Linked DNA regions of Macaca mulatta: region 1 is linked to region 2. The links are chromatin contacts, called in public Hi-C maps. All regions are on one chromosome and are shown on one strand. The core of a region is the stretch at or near the end of the contact, and the rest is flanking DNA. Distances in the headings are between cores, read along the strand shown.

Evidence for each region. Hi-C and Micro-C count contacts between places; a contact is called where the count stands out from the background.
Region 1: a Hi-C map of cortical neurons shows a contact between it and region 2, with 2.9 times the contacts expected there. The contact joins the promoter of GPR61 here to the promoter of GSTM3 in region 2. A contact is called at or near these places in 4 of 14 Hi-C or Micro-C datasets (cortical neurons, fetal cortical plate, fibroblasts and 1 more).

The regions. Positions count from the first base shown.
Region 1 is chr1:130,662,522-130,669,727 of T2T-MMU8v2.0, forward strand. It overlaps GPR61 (G protein-coupled receptor 61), which reads right to left and starts at 4,120. Exons shown (of 3, transcript XM_028830637.2): 1 at 4,039-4,120; 2 at 1-1,470. The coding sequence starts at 964.
Region 2 is chr1:130,451,128-130,458,159 of T2T-MMU8v2.0, forward strand. It overlaps GSTM3 (glutathione S-transferase mu 3), which reads left to right and starts at 3,233. Exons shown (of 8, transcript NM_001261580.1): 1 at 3,233-3,335; 2 at 3,668-3,743; 3 at 4,083-4,147; 4 at 5,200-5,281; 5 at 5,375-5,475; 6 at 5,814-5,909; 7 at 5,997-6,107; 8 at 6,394-6,591. The coding sequence starts at 3,288. The coding sequence ends at 6,492.

The DNA.
Region 1 (7,206 bases), core at 2,870-5,369, 210 kb after region 2:
CCTGCCCAGTTGAAATGGGCTGAGCACTCAGGGCAACGTAGAGGTGGAAAGAGAAGTAGGGCAACCAACAGAGCAGGAACTGTCCCCCCACAGCCAGGAGAACCACTGCTGCTTTCCCTCCCCCAAACGTCCGGTGTGGGGTGGTCTGGGGGGCCCCCGAGCTGGTGACCATCGTGGAGCGGCTGCTGAGAGATTCAGAGCGTTGCCGGGGTGTCTCCATCCACGTGGGCAGCGGCCCGTGCTGCATGGCAGCCACGCGGGCCACTCGGAACATGCTGCAGTAGACCACAAGGATAAGGAGCAGGGGCAGCAGGAAGTAAAGGACAGCAAAGACCACCACAAAAAGCTGGCAGTAGGCACTGTGGCTCCATTGGAGTGAACAGCCTGGGGGGACACTGGGAGCTCCTTCCTCCCAGGTGACCCTTCCCAACACTGGCACAGAAGCCATAGCCAAGGCCTTCACCCACACACCCACCAGCACAGAGGCTACCAGCCCCAGCGTCATGCGCACCTCGTAGCGCATGGGGTGGACCACGTAATAGTAGCGCTCCACATTGATGGCCGACACTGAGAGGATGGCCAGGCTGACAAAGCACACGCTCAGGAACAAGTAGAGGCGGCAGGCCACCTCCCCAAAGAGGGCGTGGTCAAAGAGGGCGGAGCTGGAGAGCATGGCCAGGGGCATGAGGGTCAGGGCAGCCAGCAGGTCCACCAGGCAGAGGTGGAAGACAAAGACAAATTTTCGGAGGGCAGGCGTCTTGGCAATCACGGCCATCACAGCGGCATTGCCAGCCACAGCAGTCAAGTCCAGCAGGAGCATGAAGAAGAGGGCCACAGATTCCGAAGCGACATCCCGCAGCCCCACCTCCGGGACCCCACTGGCAGTAGAGGGACCTGGGGTTTGAGGGACCCTCCCCAAAGTTGAAGAGTTCCCTGATGACTGGGGGATGGGTGAGGACTCCATGGGGCCGAAAGAGGACACCCAGGGTACCTCCTGTCACAGGCCCATCCCCCATCCTAGTCCAGTGACCCTGGGATGGCGAGCCCAGGCCCAGGCTTCCCGGTTTTGTAGGGGGCGCCTCCCACTGGAGCCTCTTGGGCAGGTTTGTCTGCGTACAGAGCGCCAGGCCAGGCAGCTGAAGGATTAGAAGCTCATATCCCCTTTCCGGCCAGAGGTAGCTCCAGGATCTGCCTTGGTGACTGCTAAGAAGCAGGAGACGTGAGAGGTACAGGAGCCTGACCCACTCAACACTTCGCCTTCGGAATGGCCTTCACCTCTTCCTTTTCCATTTCCTTTCTGCCATTCTCATTCTCCATACCCTTCTACCCTTTCCAGAACTGTTAGCCGGGGATTCTAAATCCTCTGTCTCTCCTTCCCAGGGTCCTGCTGATTTCTGGGATGGTGCCTCAGTTTTAGGGTTCCTTATGTAAATTTCCTGATTTCTTGTCTCCTCAGAATGGCAGGAGCTGCTGGGGAGTAGAAGGAGCACAAAATTTAGTTTCTAGTCCCAGTTCTGGGCATTACTAACTCTGTGAATCTTCTGAAGTTCAGTTTCCTCATAAATCCATCTGTAAAATGAAAGGAAGAAGACTTGCTTCACAACTGTGTTTCTGGATCCTGCGTGATTTTTTAATAATAATATTAATGACAAGCAGTAGCATTAATACGGCATTTTCCACATGCCAGGCCCTGTTCTCAGCACTCTACCTATATTAACTCATTTTATTCCTCACACAACCCTATGAGGTAGATATTATTTTTATCTCCATTTTGCAAGGGGTGAAACTGAGGTCTAGAGAGGTTAAGTAACTTACCCAAGGTCACACAGCTAGTAAGCAGCAAGGGCTGGGCACCTACCTGGGCAGTCTGGCCCCAGGGCCAGTACTCTTGCTCACTGTGCCATGCCATATGTGAAGGTGCCCTCCATGCCGGCTGGACTATAATAGGCATCCAGTAAATAGTTGTTGAATTTCAGCTGTCTCTAAAAATGTCTCTTGCTGCTCTGGGGCTATCACCTGAGAAGGGGAGCTGTGCTTTAGGCTCTTTTGACATCACTACTCCCAGCACAAAGAGCTGCCACTTTGGGAATGTTGAGAAGGAGCAGTGAAAATAAAATGTCCCGGCTGGAAGGAAACTGGGAAGCCAGTTCATCCAGCCTCCACTGCTCCCAAAGCCAGAAGTCGCTTTCAAGCTGCCCTCCTCCACCCACTCATGAACTCTTCAAGGCCACTGTGTCCCTCTTGTGGGAAAGGAGCTGCTGCCAACTTCTGGCTCCGCAGATTCCCAAATCTCTGGTCTCTAGAGCTGACCCTTGGAGGATCCCTGACCAAGAACCCCCTTAGTTCTAGACTATTACTGCAGTCACGGAACAAAAAGTAGGGAGGAGGCACTGAGGTTGCTCAGTTTAAAAACCCATCATTTCTATGGCTGCAATAAAGAGGACCACATGGCAAGATGGGCCTCACCCTCCTCCACAGTTACAGCCTTACAGTCACCTTTGGTTTTTGGTGTTTCCACAAACCTTACACCGATCCAACTTCTAACATGCTATGCCTGCAATAGATGCTGGATACAATTTTGTGAATTGAATCAAACTCAAATTGATAGTTGAATCCCTGCCCCCTAGGACAAACTCCAAGAACACTCAGTCAGCCAGCTGTGTGCCAGCCAAGGGACTCTCTTGTGGAAAGGGTAGCCGGGGTTCCTGGACTTGAGGAAGCCCTAACTTTGGGCAACTGCCTAGAGACGTGCCTCTCTCTAGGGATACAGAAAGCTCATTTCACAGTTAACATGCCCACAGAGATTTAGGGTCTGCAGAGAAGATGAAGAGTGGGCAAAAAGTGAGATATCAGCTTCTCATAAGAGTCTACCAGGAAAAATGCCTGAAAGAAATGCTAGGAGAAGCATCCTTCCTCCTTACTCTCCATGCTGCAATTTACCTATCCCTTCTGCCTATGAGGGAAGCCCAGACGACGTGGTTCAGAGTCCCTCCCTGGTGGCTGAAGGAGGAGAGACCCACCATGTCTGGATGGACATCAAGAGTCCCAGACGGAGGGAAGCAGATGTGGTTTCCACGTGGAGCTGGAGGGATGCCATGCAGCCATGATGGAGCCCTGAGCACGAAGGCATTGGACATTGCTCTTTTTCATAGCCCCCTCAAGCTTGCCAGTGTCTCCACAATGACTCCTAAATGCCAGGACTCCAGTTTTTCTCTTAACAGACAGATCAGTGTATCTGGCTACTTGGCACTCCCTCACTAATGGACGGGGGCTATGGAGGGGAGGGCTGTGGTGTAGCAGTTTCATAGGTGAAACCAGGGTTCCTTACTCTTCTCCCAGGTCATATCATTATGCCTACTCCCCCAACAGATGCTTTCCTTCCCCCACTACTTCCTTCCAACAACACCCCTCTTACCTCCAGGACCTTCAGTATCTAGAAGGCTGTGCCACTAGGGCCTGAGATCTGGGCCTCTAGCAGGGGCATGGTCAAGTTACAGGATGCAAGATGTGCATAAGTGCCCAGCCCAAGGCCACAGAGGTATTGGGATTCACATGCACCTGTTTTCCAGATCCAGAGCTTCCATCCCAAAGACCTGAGCCTAGCCTTCCTTCCGACAAGAGCATGCCCCTCCTAAGCTAGGGAAGATTTCCGGGGAGCTACAAAACCTCTCCTCAGCAGAGTTGCCCACGCCCAGGACACAGTTGCCCATCAGCCTGGATGCTGAAGGGCCCATTCCTAGAATGTGGGAGACCCATCTCCATGACATGGAGCAAGACAGACCGGGAATGCTGTTTGTCTGCAGGATGTGGGTACTCCTGCCGGCAGGAGATGATCAACCCCCCAGCTCTGGGCTTCAGAGATGCCCACACCCCAATACCGCCTTTGGGATACCTGAGAGCCCATCTCCTGATCAAACTGCTCACCAGAAGGTAGGCAGGGCTGGTCCTTGGAAAGCCACCCTTCTATGGGGATACCTTGGCACTCACCACCAGGCCCTGGGTCTGGCCCCCATTCCTGGCCTAGTCGGCAACTCCTACCTTTGCTGAGCAGTCCCGGCTCCCATGTGATAGCTCCTCTCAGCTGATGCTTCTCCAAAGCTGCTGAAGCCTGAAGCACTGCAGTGAGCGGTGAGAGGCAGCCGGCAAAGCAGAGTGCTCCGAGAGCCTCTGGGTCCTAATGGCCTCCTGCTTCTCACCCAGCCCCTCAGAGTCACTTCTGGAGCAAAAAGATGGGCACCAATGTCCCAGGCAAGGTGCCGGGCAGTGAGCTCAACTCCTCTCACTTCTCCAGGCTGCTGGATTGCATCTCAAAAGTTTCGTGGGACCAGGTAATGATAGGTAGAGGAGACCTTCCTGACCAGCCTGATGAAGTAAAAAAAAAAGTACATGGAGTCAGAAAATCCAGGTTTAAGGCCTGGCTATGGCACTTACTAGCTGTGTGACCTTGGGCAAGTTACATTTTGGCCTTGATTTCTTAGTGGTTCAAAAAGAAGATAGGAGAGATGCATGGTTCTGTGTGACATCAGAACCAAGGTACTGATGCATCAGGTCAGCGCAGACCCAGGGCCCCAAGGCTTAGGCCAGGGAGGGGACTGAGGCTCCAAGGGATGGTCCAAAGTTTGGTTCCTTTGGAAGCTGCCTAATGCATATGGGGGACAGGTTTAGGAGCAGCACTCAGGTTTGAAGGGCAGCTGAAGGCTTTGTCTTAAACCTGTCCTTGCCACCAAAAAGCAAATTGTTATTATTTGCTTAGACTGTATGTTTATTGGGAGTGGGGCTGTGAGGGCTGACGGAGATTGGCAGGGAGGGGGCGGGAGGATCTAACCTCCCCCCGAGCCACCATGGGAACCACACAACACTGCTTCCTGAAGGAGACAGAGTGGGAGCCAGGGACTCAGGAGTGCTCACACTGATCTGGATTTGTAGGACTGGAGAGAGCTCGGGAGCATCAGCCACTGAGCATCGCCCATCTGTGGCATGATGGGCCTTTAGAGACGCAATGAAGGGGCATGGCTTCCCTCTAGCTATGAAGAAAATGATCATTTCCCCGGGTACATGACTGATACCCAAGGATAGAGTCCTAACATTGTAAAGCTGTAAGACGTCCTACAGGCCAAGGTATCCATGTTTCTGAGACCCAGAGAGATAAAGAGATTGCTGAAGGCCACATAGCTCCACGTGGCAGAGCCATGAGCCTAAACAGGGAATTCAGGCATGATACCCTACTCCAGAGCCTTCTTCCCTCAGACTTGCCTATCTAGGGACTCCTTCTGCCTCTAAGAAGGAAAAAGGGAATTCTGGAATTGTTTACCAGGCCCAACCCAAAGAGCCATAAGAACAATGAGTTACCCAAGGACCTCACTGGGATAAGTTGGCTGCCCCAGGTCAACAACAAAGAGGCCACTGACCAACCAAGAGCCGATGCAGCAAGTGCCGCTGTCACCAGCCACCACTTTTTGAGCTCTTATAAGTGCCAGGCCCTTTACATACAGTTTGTTCAATTCTCACACCAATCTATGAGGCAGCCATGACTTGCCCTATTTTATAAGTGAGGAACCAGGTGCCAGAGGAGAAGTGACTTTCCCCAGATCACACGGCTAATAAGTGCCAGAGCTGATATTTGAACCCAGATCTGTTTGAAGTCCAAGTATTTCCTCCTCCTTCTCCCTTGGCTCCATGCCCTCTTCAGTGGCCTGACACAAGACTGTAGACTACAGCCCTAAAAGCTATCTTCATAGAAGTAGTCACTGCCTTCCAGAAAGCCTAAAACAGACCTCAAAACTAGGTATACCTGAGTACAAGAAATTCAAATGGAAATACCAAATTGAAAACCTGTAGACAGCAAAGTGATTTTTATGAAGCCCTGTGCTGTTGTGTTGGCAAGATTAATTTGGCATCAAGCAGATTGTCTGGGATTAGGTAAAGCCTGTCCCTGCTCAGCACCCACATTCTTCCTGCAGGGCCCCAGCCCAGACTGGCACGGCCCCTTCCAAGGGGTTCAATAAGAACCAGAGCAGACCTGGACCCATTGGAACAGGATTTTAGAAAGAGCGCTAGACTGGAGTCAGATAAATCTTCGTTCCAGTTTGGCGCCATTCTATTGGTTGGTGGTAAGACCTTGGCCTGTGAGTTGGCTGTCTGTGGAAATGGGCAAAATTCTTCACTTCCAAACTTATCTAATAGTGATAGGGAGCCTGCAAAACAAACATAGCCTGCCTCTCCGGCTTCAGGGAGCTAGTACAGGTAATCACAGCTCGTGTTGTGGACAGCAGGCAAGGCCTCCGTGTCCTGAAGCCCCTCCCAGAGAGCTACTGGGAAAGGTGGTACCAAAGAGGGAGCATGTTCCAGCTGTTGGAACCATCTTGGCTCAGGAGGTCGGAGTGGGGAACTGCTTATCCTAGCCTGTGGGCAAATAATAAATAATAATAATGGTCATGCTGGCTGGGCACAGTGGCTCACGCCTGTAATTCCAGCACTTTGGGAGGCTGAGGTAGGTGGATCACGAGGTCAGGAGATCAAGACCAGCCTGGCCAACATAGCGAAACCCCATCTCTACCAAAAATATAAAAAGTAGCCAGGCGTGGTGGCACATGCCTGTAATCTCAGCTACTCAGGAGGCTGAGGCAAGAGAATCACTTGAACCTGGGAGATGGAGGTTGTAGTGAGCTGAGATTGCGCCATTGCACTCCAGCCTGGCAACAAGAGTGAGATTCTGTCTCAAAATAATAGTAATAATAAATAATAATAATAATAATAATGATGATGATGATGCTACTAGTTCTTGAAAGCCCACTCTGGGAGGCACTTCTTATGCTGTATCTCATTAAATGATCTCAGTCAGGGTGTGGAGTAGCTACTGACAGCACACCCCCAACTTCACCTGCCAGTCCCTCCTTTTAGTAAAGCTTAGCACAATGGAGGGGGCAAGAAGACCAAGATGGGGAAACTGGGTGTGATCCCCCAAACCACATAAGAAATCCATGGCTCACTATGCTGTGCACATACCCAGGAAGGGAATCCTGTTACAGGACGGGGACCAGGCCCTGTTCCCGACAGTGGCACCCCTCCTGTTGGTATCGTGGCAGGGCCCTTGGTGCTGAGGACTGATCTTTCCATCCTAGACTTGCTTTCTGGTACAGTCCTACCCAACCCTTGCCCACCAGCACCTCGTGACAGGGTCGTGTCTGCCCGTCCACCCTTTTCTGC
Region 2 (7,032 bases), core at 1,983-4,482:
TGCAGGCACACCACTTCACAGTAGCAAAGAGCACAAGGATCGACAGCTGTGGGCTTTGGTCAGTTGCACCAGCTGGCTGGGTGAACTCCAGCAAGTCATTCCACTCTTTGGGACCCTGTTTTCTCAAGGGTTAAGCAAAGAATCTGGACTGTCCATAGCTTTGTATATCTTTTAGTAAAAGTAGCTTTCTTTAATTTCAAAGGAGTCCCCTCTCTACATACCAGTAGCTATATTTGTATTAATTTAGTCAACAGATAAGGCCCAATGTACTTATGGATTTGAGGGTTCTTAAGATGTTCCCTTAAATCTCTCTTAGCTGAATTTGTCCATGACCCTAACATTGTCTGGGCCCCAGACTGCCCTATTTTTAGACTGCCTATGTCATTCCCTTAAGTTCCTGGCCTCAGAAAATGTTCCTGGCCTCAGAAAATCATCTCTCATAGCTGTTAACAGAATAGGAAAGCAACAATTTTCCCTCACAAAAGAGAGAAAAGGTGAGACCCTTTGGGTGTGACTTGTCAAGGGCAAAAGTTACCCAGAAAAGTTAATTTCTTGGGATGAGGGAGGAGGTATTAACCCATCACCCTCCATTGCCTCCCAGAGCTAAAGGAGCCTAGAAGCAGGGAAACTGTTCATGACCAGAAAAAAGTGTTTTCACCTGGTGTTCCCCAGACTTCCCAAGAAGACTGCCTTGCAGCAAGAGGCTGTTTAGATGGCCAAGTGCAGGGAAACTAGCACCAACTGTGTTATTAGACAGATCTAGGTTTGAATCCCAGACCATCTGTGGGACCTCAAGCTTAGAGGAGCAACTCCCCTAACCGCTCCAGAAAGTTTCTTCTAGAAAATGGGCGTAACACCTACTTCCTAAAGTTGTTGTGCAGCTTAAATTGGAATAAATTAGCTAACATACGTAAACACTTAGATATTGCCTGGCATATGATAGGTACTCAATAAACGCTAATCTTAAACCTCAGGTGAATTTGTGACTGGCCTTTTGCTTTCTTGGGAATGAGAGACACAGGCATTATAAATTTCACCTGTCCCTGTGGTTTGTACTCTTTTCCTTTCTTCTGTTTAGCAAAATGCCCTTTTTAAAAGTCCCAACCTTGCTTCAGTTGAACTGATGGGCAAATGTGATTTCCCACACCCAAGCTAGGGGATCTAGGAGCTCAGAGTGCCCTGAGGGCTATGCTGTGGAGGCCTGGCCAGAACCCTCAGAGCTGCTCAGGACTCCTTCCTCTGTCACTCCTCCACAGTCAACTAGAACCCTATCTCTCCCGAGTTGACCCTGCTGCAAATCTGTGCCCCGTTTCATTTGCATGGGCCCTGCTGAAATTCAGAAGCTTAGTTCTTCCCATGACTATAGGGGCCTCCTGCAGGTCTCTTGCTCTGTCAAGGTCAAAACCCCTACTTTCCTAAATTCAACCATTGATTCTCCATCTTCATCTTACTTGATCAGCCACACTTGACACAGTTGATCACTTCTCCCTTTAAACATCTTCACTTGGCTTCCGAGGCCCTTTGTTTTCCTCCTACCTCCCTGGCGATTCCTTTTCAGACTACTTTGCTGGTTCGCTCTCATTTTTCCCTAATCTTTACATGTTGATATGCCAGAGCACCTCAAACCCTTAGACCTCATCTCTGCTACTCGCGCTCCCATGGTGATCTCATTTAGTCTCTGGTTTCAAACGCAATCTACAGAGTGATCACTCCTGTACTTGGTGTTTCCCTTTTCCTGGAGTTCTCCCTGCCTCCTGCAGGTAGGAAGTGATTCAAGATAAGAGATGGAGAGAGCTCTTCTGGCCAGGATAGAGGGTGATTCTGAGAAGGCTTCAAGGAATAGGTGAGCTTTTGAGCAAGGCTACTTGAGGAAGGGTAGGCCGTGGACATTAGGGTGCAGGCAGGAGCAGAGCAAACATGCTTGTAAAACGAACAGCAATTATTCTGTTTTATATTTATATCAGCCCATGGTGGCCCCTACAGCAGAGTGGCTTGATCTCTCACCTCCTTCAGGTCTTTGTTTAAAGATTAACTTCTTCATGAGGCCTTCTATGAACATATCCTTTAAAAACACAAATCCCCTTCCTGCTAGGACTCCCCCAATTCCCACCCTGAGACCCCCCTCTTCTCGATTTTATTTCTCTCTATAGGATGTGTATCACCATCGGACTTACTAGATATTTACTATATATTAGTTTATTTATTCCCCATTAGAATGTAAACTTCCTGAGGGCAGGGATTTTGTCTGTTGAGTTCAATTCTGTATCCCCAGTACCTAAAAGAGTGCCTGTCCATAACGGGCATGTTAAACATTGTTGGACAGATGAATGAGTGAATGAAAAATGGTAGTACCTTTCTTCCTCCAGTCCATGCTACACAAAGGGGCAAGATTAATTTCCCTAAATGCGTGAGCATTAGGAAGTGGGAGGGGTTGGAGAAGGAGGAAATTATAATAAGGAAACCATAAACTACTTAAGCCCATGAAACAAAGGGAGGAAACATTCAAGATAAGAGACCTCTTCTGGCCAGCATAGAGGTTGGTTCTGAGAAGACTTCAAGGAAAAGGCAGACATTTGAGCAAGGCTGCTGAGGAAGGATAGGCTGTGGATATTAGGCTGCAGGCAGGAGGATCACAGGGCAAACACTCCAAGGCGGGAAATGCAAGTGTGTGTAGAAGGAACAGCAAGCATTTTTGGGTTGGGCTGGCTTATGAAGTTGTGACGGGCTGACGGCGAGATAGGACTGGAAAAGCACGTTGGGGTCAGGTTGCAGAGGTCCTTGACTGACAGAGAGGGGAGCTTGGTCTGTGGGGAATCCTCTGCTCTGTGTGGTCAGAGGCTGGTCCGACTCTCCTGCCTTGCCCCAGTCTCCCTATCCCACATTCCAGCCCCGGCTGGCTCGGTAAAAACGGCGCGAATCTCGCTCTCCCTGGGTAACTAGGGTCCCAACTGCCTGGCTAGTGTTGCTTTTCGCGTCTTCACTGACACCATTAATGAATGAAGTCTGGCTCCCACCCGTGGGGAAGGGAGGAGCCTCAACCTCCGGTCCGCTTGCTCGCCTGCAGCGCTCCCGCCCGTGTCCCGCCTCGGCTTGCGAGGCCCTGAACCCCAACCCCGACAGAAGTCGCGCCTGCGCACGGCCCTGTGGAGCCGCGGAGGGAGGGGACCGAGAACGGGGCGGAGGCGGAGTCAGGACGCCAGCGCGTGGGCCCCGCCCCCTTATGTCGGGTATAAAGCCCCTCCCGCTCACGGTTTCTCCAGTCCGCCAAGGCTCGGAAATCTTTCACCATGTCGTGCGAGTCGTCTATGGTTTTGGGGTACTGGGATATTCGTGGGGTGAGTGCCGTCTCAACGGTAGAGCCGCTCGGTCAAAGAGACTGACGCGGAGACGGCGGGTCTCTGGGTTCGCGGTCTCCAGTAGGAGCAGCTCTACGCGGGAGCATTTTCGAGCTGCCGAGCCACAGACGTCGACCCCTGCCCAGCCTCTGGGATGGCGGGCCCTGTGGGGAGGGGCCGAGGAGACCACGCCGGGGCCGGGCTTGGGGGGCAGCTTAACCACCGCCCCGGCAGGATGCAGGGGCTCGGCAGCCCCGGAGCCGGGGACGTTAGCGGGCGGGCGTTGGGAATGGGTGGGAGCTGCGCAGTCGCTGAACCGCTGTTTCCCCCAGCTGGCGCACGCCATCCGCCTGCTCCTGGAGTTCACGGATACCTCCTATGAGGAGAAACGATACACGTGTGGGGAAGGTAATGCCGCTCTGCGTGCCCTTGTAGCCAAGCTGGCCCTCCACCTGCCCAGGTCTTCTTAGGCCCAGAGGGTGGTGGCATCGCGCCAAGGCCGGGTGGGACGTCTGCCCCAGTCTGGATGGATAGCGACACATCCTTTATCTGGAACTCGGAGTTCTCTCTTTAACATAGCCCAACCGCATCTTAATGCTTAACCAAATAGGGCTCAGAGGCTCAATGGTTATGCGTTTGGGGCCCGGGAATTTGAGGTATTGGGACCAAGTCATTTCTTTAGATCTTTCGCTCTTGTCAGGTGAGGTATTAAGGAGGTTGGGTCCCACTTAATTCTGTCTCTTACAGCTCCTGACTATGATCGAAGCCAATGGCTGGATGTGAAATTCAAGCTGGACCTGGACTTTCCTAATGTAAGTGGCTTTAGTAGAGGTGGCGGGCAGAAGGGAAAGCCTTCAAGTGTATCCATCCTTGCCTCTTTCCTGCCTGGTACAGAAGGATGCAAAATAGGGGATCTTAACCTGGATAGAATAAATAGAATTCAGGGGTCCTTCAACTGGATGGATATGTATTTTCATTCCCATTAACCACTAGCAACAGTGATTTCCTTTTATTGTGAAGAGAGACAATAAGTGACATTGGTTATTAGCCATGTCTGTCACTTTGTCACTAGTAGAAATCAGGTATTTTCTTTTTTGTGTGTTTTTTGTTCTTTTGTTTTGAGACAGGGTCTCTGTTGCTTAGGCTGGAGTGCAGTGGCACAATCGCAGCTCACTGCAGCCTCAACCTCCCAGGCTCAAGCAGTCCTCCCACCTCAGCCTCCCAAGGAGCTGGGACTACAGGCACAGGCCACCATGCCCAGCTAATTTTCGTATTTTTGTTAGAGATGGGGTTTTGCCATGTTACCCAGGCCGATCCTGAACTCCTGGGCTCAAACAATCCTCCCACCTTGGCCTTCCAAAGTGTTGGGATTATAGGCGTGAGCCACTGTGCCCAGCCTGAAATCAGGTAGTTTTATATTCTATTAAATGCATTGCAGATATTTTAAGTGATATTTATATACGTGTAAATAAATATATACATATGTTATTTACTTTGAGACTATGTTAGTCATTACATCTGCTTACTATTTAATGCATTAATAGGCATATTACGCTATTTGAATTTTTTAAAATATTTTTTGGTTGTGTAAATAATCTATTTTGCTTCATGCTTTTAACAACTTTATTCTGAGAAAAGGTCCATGGCATGCACATACACCCACACATACACACACTGATTTAAGAACCCCTGTCTAGAATCTCGTGGACCCAGTTGCTGCCTTCTACTTATTTTCTTTTTTCTCCTAATGCAGCATCTTCTCTTTCTTGTTCACTGCCCTGCAAGTATTCTTTTCCCCAGGAGAGAGAGGTAGGGAATCAAGAGAGAGGTAGGTTGTTCATCTGGCCTGTCCTTTTCCTTTCAGCTGCCCTACCTCATGGATGGGAAGAACAAGATCACCCAGAGCAATGCCATCTTGCGCTACATCGCTCGCAAGCACAACATGTGTGAGTAGGGTAGGGCTGGGGAGGGACCCCAGGCTGGTAGTTTGTCTGAGAGTAGACAATGCCAAGGGTGATTTGTTATCATTTGGCCTACAGGTGGTGAGACTGAGGAAGAAAAGATTCGAGTGGACATCATAGAGAACCAAGTGATGGATTTCCGCACACAACTGATAAGGCTGTGTTACAGCTCTGATCACGTGAGTTTCTTTAGCACACATCTGCTGAATGGAGTATCAGAAAAAGGGGTATTTAGGAACCCAAGGGTTATCTCTGTTTCATTCTGCTGCTGCTACCTTCCCACCAACCCAGATTATTAGAATAAGAAACAGAACTTATAATTTTTGGTTTGTTTTGTCATGTAATTCCGGTTCTGGTGCCTCTTCTTTCCAAACTCCTCCTTCCCACCCTGCCATCCTCAAGTGAAGGCAATGAGAAGCCACCTAGAGAAGGGGCTACTAAATGTCCATCACTGGCCTGTGCCCTGATTAACTACAAAAGTGATCACCACTATTCTCATTCTGTTTTTTCCTCTTAGGAAAAACTGAAGCCTCAGTACTTGGAAGAGCTACCTGGACAACTGAAACAATTCTCCGTGTTTCTGGGGAAATTCTCATGGTTTGCAGGGGAAAAGGTAGGAAGAAGGGAAAAGAAGAGCATACCTTCTATCTCTGCAGGCTACTACTCCTCAGATCCAAGCATCTTATTGCTTTTCTTCTAGCTCACCTTTGTGGATTTTCTCACCTATGATATCTTGGATCAGAACCGTATATTTGAGCCCAAGTGCCTGGATGAGTTCCCAAACCTGAAGGCTTTTATGTGCCGTTTTGAGGTGATGTTTCCTGCACCTTTCTCTTATAAAAACACTCACAGGCTTCCCTGGGCCCTGTAGGATCCCGTTGTGGTGGATTCTTGCCTGGCTTTTGCCTAAAGGGATCAATGGTTGGACACCTCTAGACCTTTAAGTCTTGGGAAAAGCCTGACTTCTACACCTTGAAGGCACTGTCTACAAAAAGTGGAGGAGGTAGACATAGGCAACATGTGAAGGTTGCTGTTTTGGTATGCATCTGTTGGACTGGATTGGGGTCTTTATAAGATTTGGTGTATTTTCCTTTCAGGCTTTGGAGAAAATCGCTGCCTATATACAGTCTGATCAGTTCTTCAAGATGCCCATCAACAACAAGATGGCCCAGTGGGGCAACAAGCCTGTATGCTGAGCAGGAGGTAGACTTGCAGAGCTTGTTTTGTTTCATCCTGTCCCTAAGGGGTCAGCACTCTTTCTTTGCTCTTTTCAATAAATAGCATTTAGGTTACTGGTGTCCAGCTGAATTTCTCTTGGGTATAAAGGCTAAAAGGGAAAAAGAATATGTGGAGAATCATCAAGATATGAATTGAATCACTGCAACACTGGCATCCCCCTACTCCCCAACTGAGTTCAAGCACTGTAGGTTCATGCCCAAGCCTTGAGAGTGGGTACTAGAAAAAGAGATTGCACAGTTGGAGAGAGCAGGTATGTTAAATGGGACTGGAGTCCCTGTGAAGACTGGGTGAAGTAAAACTGTGGTACTGATGGACTTAACTGGAGTTCAAAAACCGTCCTGTGTACACATGGGAGTTTAGTGTGATAAAGGTAGTATTTCAGACTGGTGGTCTAGCCAGTAGAGTTGGGACAATTGCTTACTCATTAAAAATAATAGACCCCCCACTTGACACTATTCACTAAAATCTGGAATTTAAGGCCCAACATTAAACACAGA